2 separate regions of the Mus musculus genome follow, and region 1 is linked to region 2. The links are chromatin contacts, called in public HiChIP or PLAC-seq maps. All regions are on one chromosome and are shown on one strand. Each heading gives the region's core, a stretch centred on a gene start, on an enhancer-like site or on the middle of the called end of the contact. The rest is flanking DNA. Distances are from core to core; before and after follow the strand shown. Region 1 holds the start of Ttyh2 (tweety family member 2). Region 2 holds the start of 2610035D17Rik (RIKEN cDNA 2610035D17 gene).

Region 1 (6,202 bases), core at 2,515-5,014, 1.5 Mb after region 2:
TCTCATCCTTAATTGTGGTTTCCTTGGCAGCTGTCAAGATCAAGAAGAACAAGGATAATGTGAAGTTCAAGGTTCGCTGCAGCAGGTACCTTTACACCCTGGTTATCACAGACAAGGAAAAGGCAGAGAAGCTGAAGCAGTCCCTACCCCCGGGTGAGTACGCCTGAGGGAGAATAGTGGCATGGGCAGCATTAGGGGAGCCACTTTGTGGTGACTGTGAGGTGTCTGCCATGACTGAGTTTCTTAGGTTCTATCTGATCCCAGAAATGGCTTCCTTGGTCCCAGGCAGATTATAATCTATTTAATTCTCAAAAGGACCTACTCTGAGTCAGGCAGTGGTGGCGCATGCCTGTAATCCCAGCACTTGGGTGGCAGAGGCAGGCCGATTTCTGAGTTAAAGGACAGCCAGGGCTACACACAGAAACCCTGTCTCGAAAAACCAAAACAAAAGAACTGGTTGATCTGATTGACAATCCTGGGTTTGCAGAGGGAAGGGCCTTGTAATGCGCCCTGGTAGCTCCGGAAGGAGTCATGTCAACCATCAATCTTTTCTTTCCCCAGGTTTGGCAGTGAAGGATCTGAAATGAACCAGCCCTCTGCGTGTGACTATTAAAAACCCTGAAAAGTGTTTTGTGTGTCCTCAGTCTCTGGTGGGGAAGTGGTAGTGCTGTTGAGATAGTGCCACCTTCTGCAGCCCACATCTTCAACTGGGATCTCAGTGGTTGAATCGCCTTCCTTTTAGCCTACGTTTGGGGAAACTTTAATACCCTGGGAAGGCAATTGGAAGAGCTTGCTCTTCATGGAGGGGAGCTGGTGTATACTCCCAAGGCTTGGAAGTGGGCCTTGAGATGGGTCACCTGAGATGAATGTGGGAGAGGGAGAAGCTGCCAGATGAGCCGTCCTTGGAGCCCCTGGATGCAAGAGTGTTCCATTCTGTAAGACTGGAATGTGAAGTCAAGAAAGCATGGGCTTCCGCTGTGAATGCTGAAGAAAGGATGGTTTCTGTGGGGTTGCCTTACCATGGACTGCAGAGTGGGCAGGGGTGGGGGATCCGAGCCTCTGGGCACTGCATCGCACCCGGTACACATACATGCATACAAGCAAACAACATGACAATTTTCAAGAATTAAAAAGGGACAGGCAAAGTCAAAGCCACTGGGCCTGCCACCAGGTGGCACTCTACCGCAGTAAGTAAACCCCGTAACTGAGGAGGGGGTTGTTTTGAGATAGCACATGCATCCCAGGTGCTGACTTTGAGTCCACCCTGCCCCCACCTCCTGAGTGCTGGGACCATAGGTGTGCAGTGCCCAATTTAATGTACTGCTACTGGGAGTGCTTTCTGCTTTTAGGAAATGTACTGCAGCAGGCTGAGCTAGATGCTTAAACAAGCAGGTTGTAACCAGAAGTAAAGATCTTTCTGGAAGAGGTTTTTGCATATGCTGTGAGCTTTTTGGGGAGGCATGGGTTTTGTTTACCCCGGGGAGTGGGTGGGATGGGAGTGTGGTTGCCTGGGATTCCCAAGGGAGACAGTTTACAGCTTTGGGTGTTTTGTTTTTGTCCCCAGTTCATTTCTCAAAGGCTCCCTCTGGCTCCTAGGAGACTGACTTTGTCTGGCCTTGTGGTCTGCTGAAGGCACTTTTTCATGCAGCGCCTCCTACCCTGCCAATCCTGAGTCACTTAGGGTGTGCTTCTGCGGTCCAGGCTGGCTCCAGAGACTGAATAATGTCTTTGTGCCTTCAGGTGATGGGCTCACCAAGGCTGAGGGCCCAGCCTGCTCTTCAGTAGTACACTCCTGGTTGGCTTCCCTCACCTCTGCGTCAGCACACATCTGGAATGCCCTGGCACTGAGCTCTCCCTTGGTGGCCATGTATTTATTACTACTCCCTCTGACTCTGCACCAGGTTCAAAATTAACAGGGAAGTGAGCAGAGGCATCCTGGGGTCACTGAGGGCAGGTGTGCGGGACACCGGGCAGCACCTCCCTGCCCTCGGGATTCTGGCTAAGGCTGTATCTCTTGCCTGTGACTGAGGTTCAAGAGGGGCCTCTGGGAAGTTGCTTCACATTTCTCTGCTTGGCTACAGGGGTCTACATCAGGTCCTAAGGCTGAGGGCACCTAAGTCAGCCCTGTGCTTCAACTGCCCTCACTTCCCTTACAAGGTTCAGGCCAGCCTGGGCTACATTGTTCCAGGAAATCAGGACTATAGCAAGACCTGTCTTACTAGAAAAGACTGGGTGTAGGCCTATAAGTCTTAGCTGTACAGGGATGTGGGCTTTTCAAGTCCACAGAACATTTCCATCAACTCAGAAGCCGCTCCCCGACCCTGGCCACTGGGAAGCAGCCACAGCCCAGCCCGGCCCTTGCACTGCAGATCTTGGGGTTTCCTGACTGGATTCCCTTTCTCCCCTGCCCATTAGTCCCTCACCCCACAAGATTTCTACCCACCATGGAATCCTCTGGAGACATCAGCCTAACTGTTCCCTGTGGAGGCACCCCCCAAGCTAGCCACCCTCATGCCAGCTCAGGACAAAAGCACTGGACGTGTTTATAATCACCGAGGTTTAGAGCCTCCCCTCCCTACTAAACACGTGGAAAGACAGGAAACTGGAAAGAGACTTTGCTCATCACTAGGTGTCCTAGGCTCGGGAGGATTCCTAGACAATCCTGGACTAGCGAGACATCTGTGAGAACAAGGTGGGTTAGGGGGTTGATGGTGCCTCGGCTGTCCGGGGCAGATGTAGCAGCCAGGCTCTAGCAACTATAGAACAGAGCTGACTGTGAGAAGTCCTAGCGGCCAGGGAGCAGGGAAGCACTCCTAGCAAGGTTCTTTGATAGAGCAAGAGTGCCTGTTTTAGGGGCACCACAGCACCTAGTTAGAAATTCTCCCTGCCCTCTCTGGGGTCTCCTTTCCTTCCTCTGCCTGCAGCACTAAGCATCCTCCCTCCAGCTGGCTCCCCAGCGCTGTGCCCAACCAAGCCTGGCCCTGACTTGGCTCTCGAGTTTGCCACCTAACGTGTTGACTGGTACCTGCCCACCACCTACCTCCTGCTTAAGACCCTTGTGCAAGCCGGGCGGTGGTGGCGCACGCCTTTAATCCCAGCACTTGGGAGGCAGAGACAGGCGGATTTCTGAGTTCGAGGCCAGCCTGGTCTACAAAGTGAGTTCCAGGACAGCCAGGACTACAGAGAAACCCTGTCTCGAAAAACCAAAAAAAAAAAAAAAAAAAAAAAAAAAAAAAAGACCCTTGTGCTCCCAGCTTCAAGGCCAGGCTGCTCTACATAATGAGTTCCAGGACAGAAAGCATAGTGAGGCCCAGTCTGGGGAATAATTAATAATAATAATAGTAATAGTAGAATGAATTAGGGACTAGCCCAGCCTCCTAGGTAATGATTACTAATTATCCACTGGCTCTTTAGTCTTTTTTTCAAAATCTTGCCTTTTTTTTAAGATCAGGTCTCACATAGCCCAGGCTGGCCTCCAACTCATAACAGACCTGAGGAAGACCTTTGAATTCTTGATCCTTCTGCCTTACCATCCTAAGGCACGCACCATCAAACCTGGGCCACTATTCTGATGTTGATAGCAAGGATCAGGGCATGTTTTTGAGCCCAATTTCTGGAGTGGGTGTGTGTGTCCAGGAATTGGCTCAAGAGGAGGGGTGGGGCAGGGCCCGAGGTGGGGGCGGGACCTGAGCAGAGCCTCGTGCATGGTGGGGCGTGTCCTCGCCTAGGGCTGGATATGGGGCGGGGTTTAGGCGAGGCGGGGCCGGGTCGCTTCCGAGCCGGGTAGTGGTGGTAGCGGCGTTGGCAGGGGCAGTGGACCCGCTGCAGCTTGTGCAAGCCATGCCGGCGGCGCGAGTGGAGTACATCGCGCCCTGGTGGGTCGTGTGGCTGCACAGCGTTCCGCACCTCGGCCTGCGCCTGCAGCGAGTAGACAGCACCTTCAGCCCCGGCGACGAAACTTACCAGGAGGTAAGCCCATGAGCCGAGCCACGGAGAGGGACCCTTAGAGTGAGAGCCAGAGCCGGCCTGCGCTCGCCCAGGTCCCACTCCTTTCTCTCTTGCCTCGGCATCCCGCGCTCTCCGCGCTTCTCAGACCCCCTTGGTCCCCATTTGGGCCCTCTCAGCTCTCCCGGGTTCCTTGGCCGGGACGCTCGACCTAGCTGGAAATCTCGGAGTTGGTAAAGCTGGAAACACTGGGGAAGAAGAGGAAGGACGCGGAGGCTGCGCTCGGGTGGCGGGGGCTGAGCCTTCCAAAGACTTACAGTGGGGGTGGGGCATCTGAATCGGCGTGACTGGCGGCCGAGGTGTGTGGGTGCTTAGAGGTGCTGCAAAGTTCCCCTTCTGAGACTCCCGACACCAGACGATTTCTCTCCCGGCCCTGATGGCCTGAGAAAAAGTTTAGGCAGAAACCGACTTGAGTCTCCGGAGTCCTTTGCGCTCCTTTCCCCAGCCCCAGCCCCAGCCTGAAGGGTAGCAGCCACTGCCAATACCTCTGCCTTGGCTTCTTCACAAAGGCTGCGGGGCTGAAAGAAGCGGCGTGGGTGACTAATCTCTTGGATGCCAAAACCCCACAGCTGTTGGAGTCCAGGATGGAAGGTGGCTTCAGATCCACCCCGTCTCGCACCACGTCCAGCATCTACCCCGTCTGTTCTGGTGTTCCTTCCCTATAAACTTCTAGGCTCTGAAATTCTGAGGTCTTGGTTCCCGGGCCAGCTACCCTCCTTATCTTTATACTTCTTAACTGTCCCTGATGAAGGGGGACGTTCCCTTGCGGGTTTGGAGGTCAGGTCCAGGCTTCTGACCTCCTTTCCAGACCCTGCAACGGTCTCTCAGCAGATCTCAGCCGCGGTTAAACCCACGGCGGCCTCTGCGGCCCGGCTGAGTCAGTTCCCTCTGCTGGGTCAAAGATTCAGGGGCTGAGGCGACTTGGGAGGAGGCCCATTATTAGTTCAGAGCACTGTGCTCATGTTGGACTTTGACCTGCAGTGGTTGGCACGGTGTCCTAATCTCCATAGTGGGGCATCTGGCTGAGCAGGGCTTCTCTAGACTGCCCAGGAGTGGCTTCTTGTCCTCCCAGATTGTCCTCGTTCTGAGGCCAGGGGCTCCCGAACCGTGTGCTGTGCTCTGCCCAAGAAGAGCCAGTACCCCAGAGTCTAATTATAACTTTCAATGGCTCTACTACTTGCGGGCTTGGGCTGTTGGTTTCTGTTCTTCTGGGAGGATGGGACCCCCTTTGTGCTACTGGAGGCACTGTCAGCCCTAGGCACTGCAGCCGCCCCCGCCCCCCCCCACCCCCGACCCCCCTCGCCCCCCCAGTCTTGTCTGGCCCTGGAAGGAAGACTTGTTCCCTGAGGCCTGGTGGCTACTGGCAAAGCACCAGGGAGTCTTCCTTCAGCTAATGCTTAAAAGGGGACGGATATGGTTTCCGAACAGCTGTGTTGGGGGTGTGGAGAGAGCCCTGGGTCCCAACCATATTTTCTCCTCTCTCCTGGAAGAAATCTAGCCCCTCAGCTGGGTCAAGGGACCTCTGGCTTGGAAGGGGTTGACTCGGGCTCTCCCTCACCCCCACAGCCTGAGCCTGACCCCACCCACCCCAGTCTAGGGATAGGCAGGTGTGTGGTGCTGGTGAGTCCCACTCATGGTCCTTGCTCCCAGGGTCCTGACCCCCAAACCTTTTGCTCCAGTTCTTTCCCAGGACAACTGCGCCTGCCCCGCCCCTGCCCCCATCCTAGTTCAGCTAGTAATAGCAAAGCCCTGGGAGATGAATGTGGTGGGTCTTAATGGCTGTCTAGCATTGGGTGTTACTTAATTAAAGCTACTCCTAGTTCGTTAAGTCTCCGTGTTGTCTGACCAGGGGTCTCTTTCCACCTGAGCAGCTGGTTAGTTCACAAGGTCGCCTTCTGTTGGAAGTGGTCTTGGTCCTCTGCAAACTTAATTTGGGACTGAGTGTTGTGCTAGGGCCTGGGTGGCATACAACAAGGGTAGCAGTGGCTGAGGTGTTTCTGAGGTGAGGATTGTCTGAGGCAGGGGCATTGCCCTTCCACTGGTGGAGTTGAGTTCCAGTCCTATGGGTGTGTGGCCACAGGCAGATGGAAATTTTTCTCTCATCTCTGTGTATCCATCCCATGAGTTATTCTGCTGAGCATTCACAGTAAGGACAATACAGGACCCATTGATGCCATCATTAGACAAATGACCCTGA
Region 2 (6,446 bases), core at 2,004-4,503:
TGGCTCCCCAGCCCCCAAAGGAAATCTCTTACAGAAAGACAGACTCTCTTAACCACAACTCCCTCAATCCACTCTGAGGCGAGAGCAAGGCTGTCAGTCCCTTTAGCTGCGACCAGGAAATTCGACCTCAGCGAGGTTTGCACGCCAGGGGCCTGACACACCTGCCACTCCTGGGTCGTGAGTCACCTGCGCAAGCACTGCACCACATACTACTCAACCATGGGGCAGGCTGCTCATGGGCTCCTCTCACGCACACCGGATGTTATCCATCTCCTGCCTCCAGAAACGTGTTGGGACAGATCGGTTAATAACCCAATTTTCACTCAACAACATGCCTGGTGGAAGTTCGATGAAGTCGGGGACGGAGAGATGGCTCTTTCATTTGGCGTCTGGGCCTCCCATGGGGTCCTTGGGGGTGGAGGGTGGGGTGTCCTGATCCTGTTCAGCAGCTGTCAGACAGGATGGGTCAGTGGGGATGGATGGGAGATGGAGGTGGCCTCTCAATTTCAGGCCTTCTGGGAACAAAAGCCACCCACTTCTTGTGCTCCCTCAGTCTCCATTTTTACAAGATGGCTTTGTAGCATACAGGATGAGTTCGGGCCCCACTCGGGACACCAATGGGGTAATAGGAATCGTGGGTCAGAAGCGTCAGATCCTTGTTGGTGCCCCGGGGGCCTGATCAATACACCATGGTGCAAGCCAGATGTTAACATGTGGGGAATCTGGGGAAAGGAGACGGGAGAGGCCGTATTTGCCGCTTTCCTATAAATCTAGATCCGTGCTCAATTCAAAGGTTAATGTTAAAGAAAAGGCAGTAGTTTAAATCCTGCTGCCTAGCAAACACAGACCTGCGGGGTCACTGAAGCAGTTGCTAGCATAATTCGCAGGAGAAGGTCAAGCCAATGGTCCTGGAGGTTGGAGGTGTTGAACGACTCTTTGGAAGTGGGTAGGCCTGGCAGGCTCAGTGAACTTTTCGTGGTTTTTAGCCCCATGCCTCTGTGTCCCCTCCCTAAGAGAAAGGCTGTGTGAGAGATGAGTGGTGCCCTTCGCCTCTAAACCCTCTTGGAAATGTCTTCCACTTGTAAGGCTTCTCCAACGTTCAATCGACAGACTTAAAGAGGACAATCTCTAGAAACCAGTCGAGATGCGTCCTCCCAAGTGCAGAGAAATACTGAGGTACTAAGGGACTCCCCCGCCTTGGCATTTGCTTGCTGGGGCTAAGTTTGGAAATACCTAAGTATCCAACAGTAGACAGTAGCAATCCTTTGCTTGGTGGCTGCAGAATTCAGTAGTGCTACGAGAGTCATAAATGGGGATCGGAGGAGAGGCACATGAACAGGAAACAAAGTCACGAATACTGTGGATTGTACACCCTCAGCCTGACCCTAGAAGAGGCCCTTTGAAACCAGTCTCACTGACCAAGGACCCACAGACGATCTCTCCAGGACCCATTCTCCCCGTCCCCATACAACAAGAAACTACAGAAACGTGCACCTGGCAGAAAGCGTCCGGTCGCCACAATGCTAGATACACAGCGCTTCTTACTGGAGAACCGTCCAGAACCAGCCTGGGCATCCACAAGCACCTGGGTGGAACCAGGGGCAGCAGGACCCCAGTTTCTGCAGGACAGTCAAGACTCATAATACTTCATTTAAAACATTTTTTTTTCTTCCTATGCTGCCTAGCCTGCCCTCCTTGCGCAGGTGCTGACTGAGACCTCAGGGCTCCTGGGCACTCACCAAAGCCAGTCCCTGGCTGAATAGCTTCCTCTGTTGGAGGGAGTTCTGGGGTGGGAAATGGACCACCACACACACACACACACACACGTTCCAAAAGAACACCTCAGGACTGCTGACAGGGATCGGTGGGGGAGGGGAGAAGAAATCCATATCTGGAAATTGTCCCCAGGAAACCAGGACCAGGGGGAAAGTTCTGGAATTAAGGGTGAGAGCCCAGGAGGGAAAAGGAAACAGAGGAACCTGGTGTAATTTAGGGTGGGGAAGCTCTATCATTCATTCAACAAACACCTACTCTCAGACAACCTCGTGACAGGTACCAACCTCCCTACTACAACGCAATCACAAAAGGACAAGGAGGAGAGAGACCTATTATTGAGTACTGACTCCTATGATTTACAGTTATGTCTCAAGACCTAAGGCAAAAGTCTTCTTCATCATAAAAGTCACACCAAGAGGAGGAGGATGGTAGGTGCAAACACTGGACCAAATTCCTGCCCTGGTAAACTGTACTCACATGGTGGCCAATACCCATCTCTCCATCAACTCCACAGCAGCCCAGTCCTGAAAATAATGCAGTATCCACCAAGCGCTCCCACGGCTACCCAGCCCCCGTGGCCTCTTGCAAACACTGTGCCTCAGCAGCCCGCTGCGTGCAATGGGCAGCTTCCTGGAGAGGCATGGCTAGCAAAGCAAAGGGTCCCAAAGGACCAACCCTGCCAAAAGGCAAGTGCCAAGAAGGCAGGCGCTCTCTGTCCTGGCGCGGGGTAACCAATGGCTTATCCATGCCGCAGGACAGGACGATGAGCCCAGAACAGCCGCTGACTACAGAGATCTGAGCTAGTAGGGTCCACCTGAGGGTTGCTAAAATGATTTCCCGGACGTCAATCCTTAAACCTTCAAAAACCAACACAAGGCTAAAGAAGGGCAAATCAAATCCACAACTGCGCACTGCGGGGGGGAAACTTACCTCCAGGTGAAAGAGCGGCTGGGAGATGGAAAGACAACCCACGGATGATGGAGACCAGGTCGAGAGTCTTCTAAATCCAGTTGATAAGCACCAAGTAATCCACGTTAGGGGAACCCCAACCCTTTACCCCACTGTCCATCCAGCGCCCAAAGCCAAAGTGCGGCCACCACGCCGCGGCCCCGCGTGGGTAGCGCGGAGATTACGCGCTTCGCCTCCCAGGCGGCTGCCGCGCTATCTCCAGGAGCGGACCGGCGCCAAGAGCAGCGGGCGGAGGCCACCGAGGGCTCTGACCCGTGCATCCCGCCTCCTCGTACAGCTCTGCGCCTTTCTTCTATGAGCATCGCCAACGCAAACACACAATCCGCGCTAGGAGAAACCCCTATGGCGAATCCAGACTATCCTAATAGAAGCCTCGGGTTTGTAGTCGGGCAAGGATCCTGTGGTACAGGGAGGACGCTCGCCAGGCAGCAAAGCCCTGGAGGCGCAGAACCACAGCGTACAGCCCGAAACAGAAGAAGTGAACACTTTCTGCGCCACCACTGAGCTCTGCGAGCCGTTGGGCCATTCCAGCCTTTTTTATAGAGACGGGTTTGCGGGTGGGCACGGCCAGAGGGCGGAGTAAAGTGGTCGATTGGCCGAATGGTATCCTGGGAGTTGTAGTTTTGTCTTCTTACTCCTTCCGCTCATGGAGAATATTGGCAAAGGGTAGACTCACCACAGCTACCTCCCTTCGCAAACTTTGTAACGAAGAGATTCCATTCTGTTCTGGAATTTATCTCTTCTTCTAGAAGTTATCTCGTTGCCTTAGTTTCTTTTCCGTTGCTGTGATAAAATACTGTCAAAAGCAACTGACACTAAACAGCCACTTAATTTTTGACAAAGGAGACAAAGTCATACATTGGATTGCATATTTTCACCTTGTAAATAAATCAACTCAAGGCTGCATGAAAACAAAAAGCTGTGGAAAGCAAAGGAACCTGTAGAGTTAAGTGACAGCCCACAGAAGGGGGAAATCTGTGCCAGCTACAAGGGGTTACTATCTAGAATTTGCAAAGAAACGCAGACATTAAATACCAAAGAGGTAAAACTGCCAATCAAGAAACGGGCAGCTGAACTGAATTGACAGAGAGAGAGAGAGAGAGAGAGAGAGAGAGAGAGAGAGAGAGAGAGGAAAGCCAAGAGGAAAGGGAACTCAGATGGATAATAAAGGAAATGCAAAATAAAACTCTGATGAGATCTGTCCCACCCCAGTGAGAATTACTGTTGTCGACAAGTCTGTCAGGACACATTGGAGAAGCTGGGCAGAGGGAGTAGCCCTTACTCACTGTTGGTGGGAGGGGGAGTTAATTCAGCCAGTGTTCAGGTAGATCAGTTGGGAGATTTCTCGAAAAGTTGAAAATAGAGCTGCCCATATGACCCAAAATTTTACTCCTGGGTATATACCCAGAGAAGTCCATATCCTACCATAGAGTTTTTTGCACACACACACACATACACATACACACACACACATACACATACACACACACACATACACACACACATACACACACACACACACACACACACACACACACATACACACACACACACACACACACACACACACACACACACACACACGGTGTTTATTGATGCTTTATTTGCTACAGCAAAAAACCCAGCCTCAATCAAGATGTCAATCAGCAGATAAATGGATAATGAGAATCTGGTATGTATACAAAATGAAATACTATTCAGCTCTTAGGGAAAACTGAAATTTCAAAATTTTTGCAGGAAAATGGATGGGCTTAGAGTGGATAATATTAAGCAAGGTCATATAATCTCAGAAAGAAAAAGCCGTGCCATCTGCTTCATATGAGGAACCTAGCCAAAGCTCTGTGTATACACGTAAACAAGTACACGTGGGCACAGAATAACGTGAAGAAAAGAGAACAAGAAAGCCCAAAATATAACGGAAAGAAGAACTAACTGCAGGTAGTGGTCACAGTTGCAAAAGACAATGCAAAACCAATCGCTTTTATGGTTCTAACACTTTATTTTTTCTATTTTTTTTTTTTGTGGCGGGTGAGCACATAAAAATAAAATGGGAAATGGCAGTGTAATATATATTATATACATATAATATATATACTATATATATATTAAAGGGGTTGGGTTTGGTTTTTTAGCATCTTAAAAAAGAATGGGTTTCTTTTAGCTCACATTTCACATTTCAAGTACAGTCCCTTGTAATGAAAAAGGAAGGCAGCAGGAACTTTAGGCAGCTGTTCCTGCCACATCCACAATCAGAGAGTAGAGGGGTAAATTCACCCTGCTGCTCCCTGTTAGACAGTCGAGGACCCCTGCCCAGGCAATGGTCCTGCCCACAACTAAGATGGATCTTCCCATACCAATTAGCATAACCAAGGAACTCTCTCACAGGATTCCTGAGAGCCCTGTCTCCTAGATGATCCTAGATTCTGAGACAGGGTATGCATATTTAATAGGACAAGAGAAAGCCAGGTGTGGGCTTGCACCTGTTACAAGACTCAAGAGGCTTAAATGAGGGAATGTCTAAAGAGTCCATAAGTAAGCCATTCTCAACCTATGGGTCATGACCCTTTGGGGAAACCAAATGTCCCTTTCACAAGGGTCACATAGCTGATATCCTGCAGATCAGATATTTACAACAGGATTCAGAACAGTAGCAAAATCACAATCATGAAGTAGCGACAAAAATAATTCTATGGTTGGGAGGAGTCACCACAACACGAGGCGCTGTATTAAAGGGTCGCATGCAGCGTTAGGAAGGCTGAGAACCCCTGCAATAAGCATATGCATGCATATATACATGCATACACACAGTGACAGGACTCATTTCTATTCACCCAGATAAGAATAATGGGGTGTATTGGTTACTATTCTGTTGCTGTGATTAAAAAGAAAAAGAAAAGAAAAGAAAAGAAAAAACAAGACCAAAAGCAACTTAAGGAAAAAAGTATTATTTTAGCTCTGCTCTGGTTCTAGAGGAATAGCTTCCTCATAATGGGGGACAAATGGCTTGGCACAGCAGATGGGGGAGCAGGGGTAGGAAACTGGCTGATACCATTTCATCCACAAACAGGAAGCAGAGAGAAAGAACAGGAAGTGGGGGTGATGCTGGGAACTGCCCCCCAATACCACCCTCAGTGATGTGCTTTCTCCGGCCAGCCTGCGCCCCTAAATTTCCATAACCTCCCTTAAACAGCACCGCCAGTGGGGACCAAGTGTTCAATGACCTGTAAAGGACATTTCTCATTCAGATCACCACATGGAGTTAGAGATGGGGCAATGGAAGCCGTGCCTAGGCCTCCCCTAAGCCCAGTCTTCACATTTCTACCCAAGGCCCTAATGCACTGTCCCCCACTGAAATCGCAAGCTCTAAGCAAGCTCTAAAGTTGGCCCTGGCTTCCTGGCTCCTTTCTGGTGCTGAATGACACCCATGGGGTTCCAGTGGCAGCATAGAAAGCTTAGCACTGATCCCATTCTACAGTACAGCTGCCCCATCCCCTGCTTTACAGGACAACATGGACAAAGGTGAAGATCAACAGCGCAGATGACTGGCCTCCTCAGGTCTGCAGCGCAGAGTCCCAGAGAGAGGACCTCTGCCCAGTTTCTCCAGGAGATCTCTCTTAAAGTAGAGAGCCATGTAGCCATGGCAGGGAAGGACCGCTGTCTTCTCATGATGGTACCCGAGCCTGGGGTGGGTTTCCATAGCT

The links. HiChIP or PLAC-seq counts read pairs in DNA pulled down with a chosen protein or histone mark.
Region 1: an H3K4me3 HiChIP or PLAC-seq map of embryonic forebrain shows a contact between it and region 2, with 6 times the contacts expected there. The contact joins the promoter of Ttyh2 here to the promoter of 2610035D17Rik in region 2. A contact is called at or near these places in 1 of 39 promoter capture datasets (embryonic stem cells) and 5 of 115 datasets of contacts at active chromatin or transcription factors (T-cell acute lymphoblastic leukemia, astrocytes, embryonic forebrain and 2 more).

What each region holds. Positions count from the first base shown.
Region 1 is chr11:114,671,704-114,677,905 of GRCm38.p6, forward strand. It overlaps Ttyh2 (tweety family member 2), which reads left to right and starts at 3,765. Exons shown (of 14, transcript NM_053273.2): 1 at 3,765-3,969. The coding sequence starts at 3,841. It overlaps Rpl38 (ribosomal protein L38), which reads left to right. Exons shown (of 4, transcript NM_001362918.1): 3 at 31-153; 4 at 562-630. The coding sequence ends at 587.
Region 2 is chr11:113,198,585-113,205,030 of GRCm38.p6, forward strand. It overlaps 2610035D17Rik (RIKEN cDNA 2610035D17 gene), which reads right to left and starts at 3,254. Exons shown (of 3, transcript NR_015556.2): 1 at 2,707-3,254. 4732490B19Rik (RIKEN cDNA 4732490B19 gene) reads right to left here. Exons shown (of 4, transcript NR_040276.1): 4 at 4,731-6,446.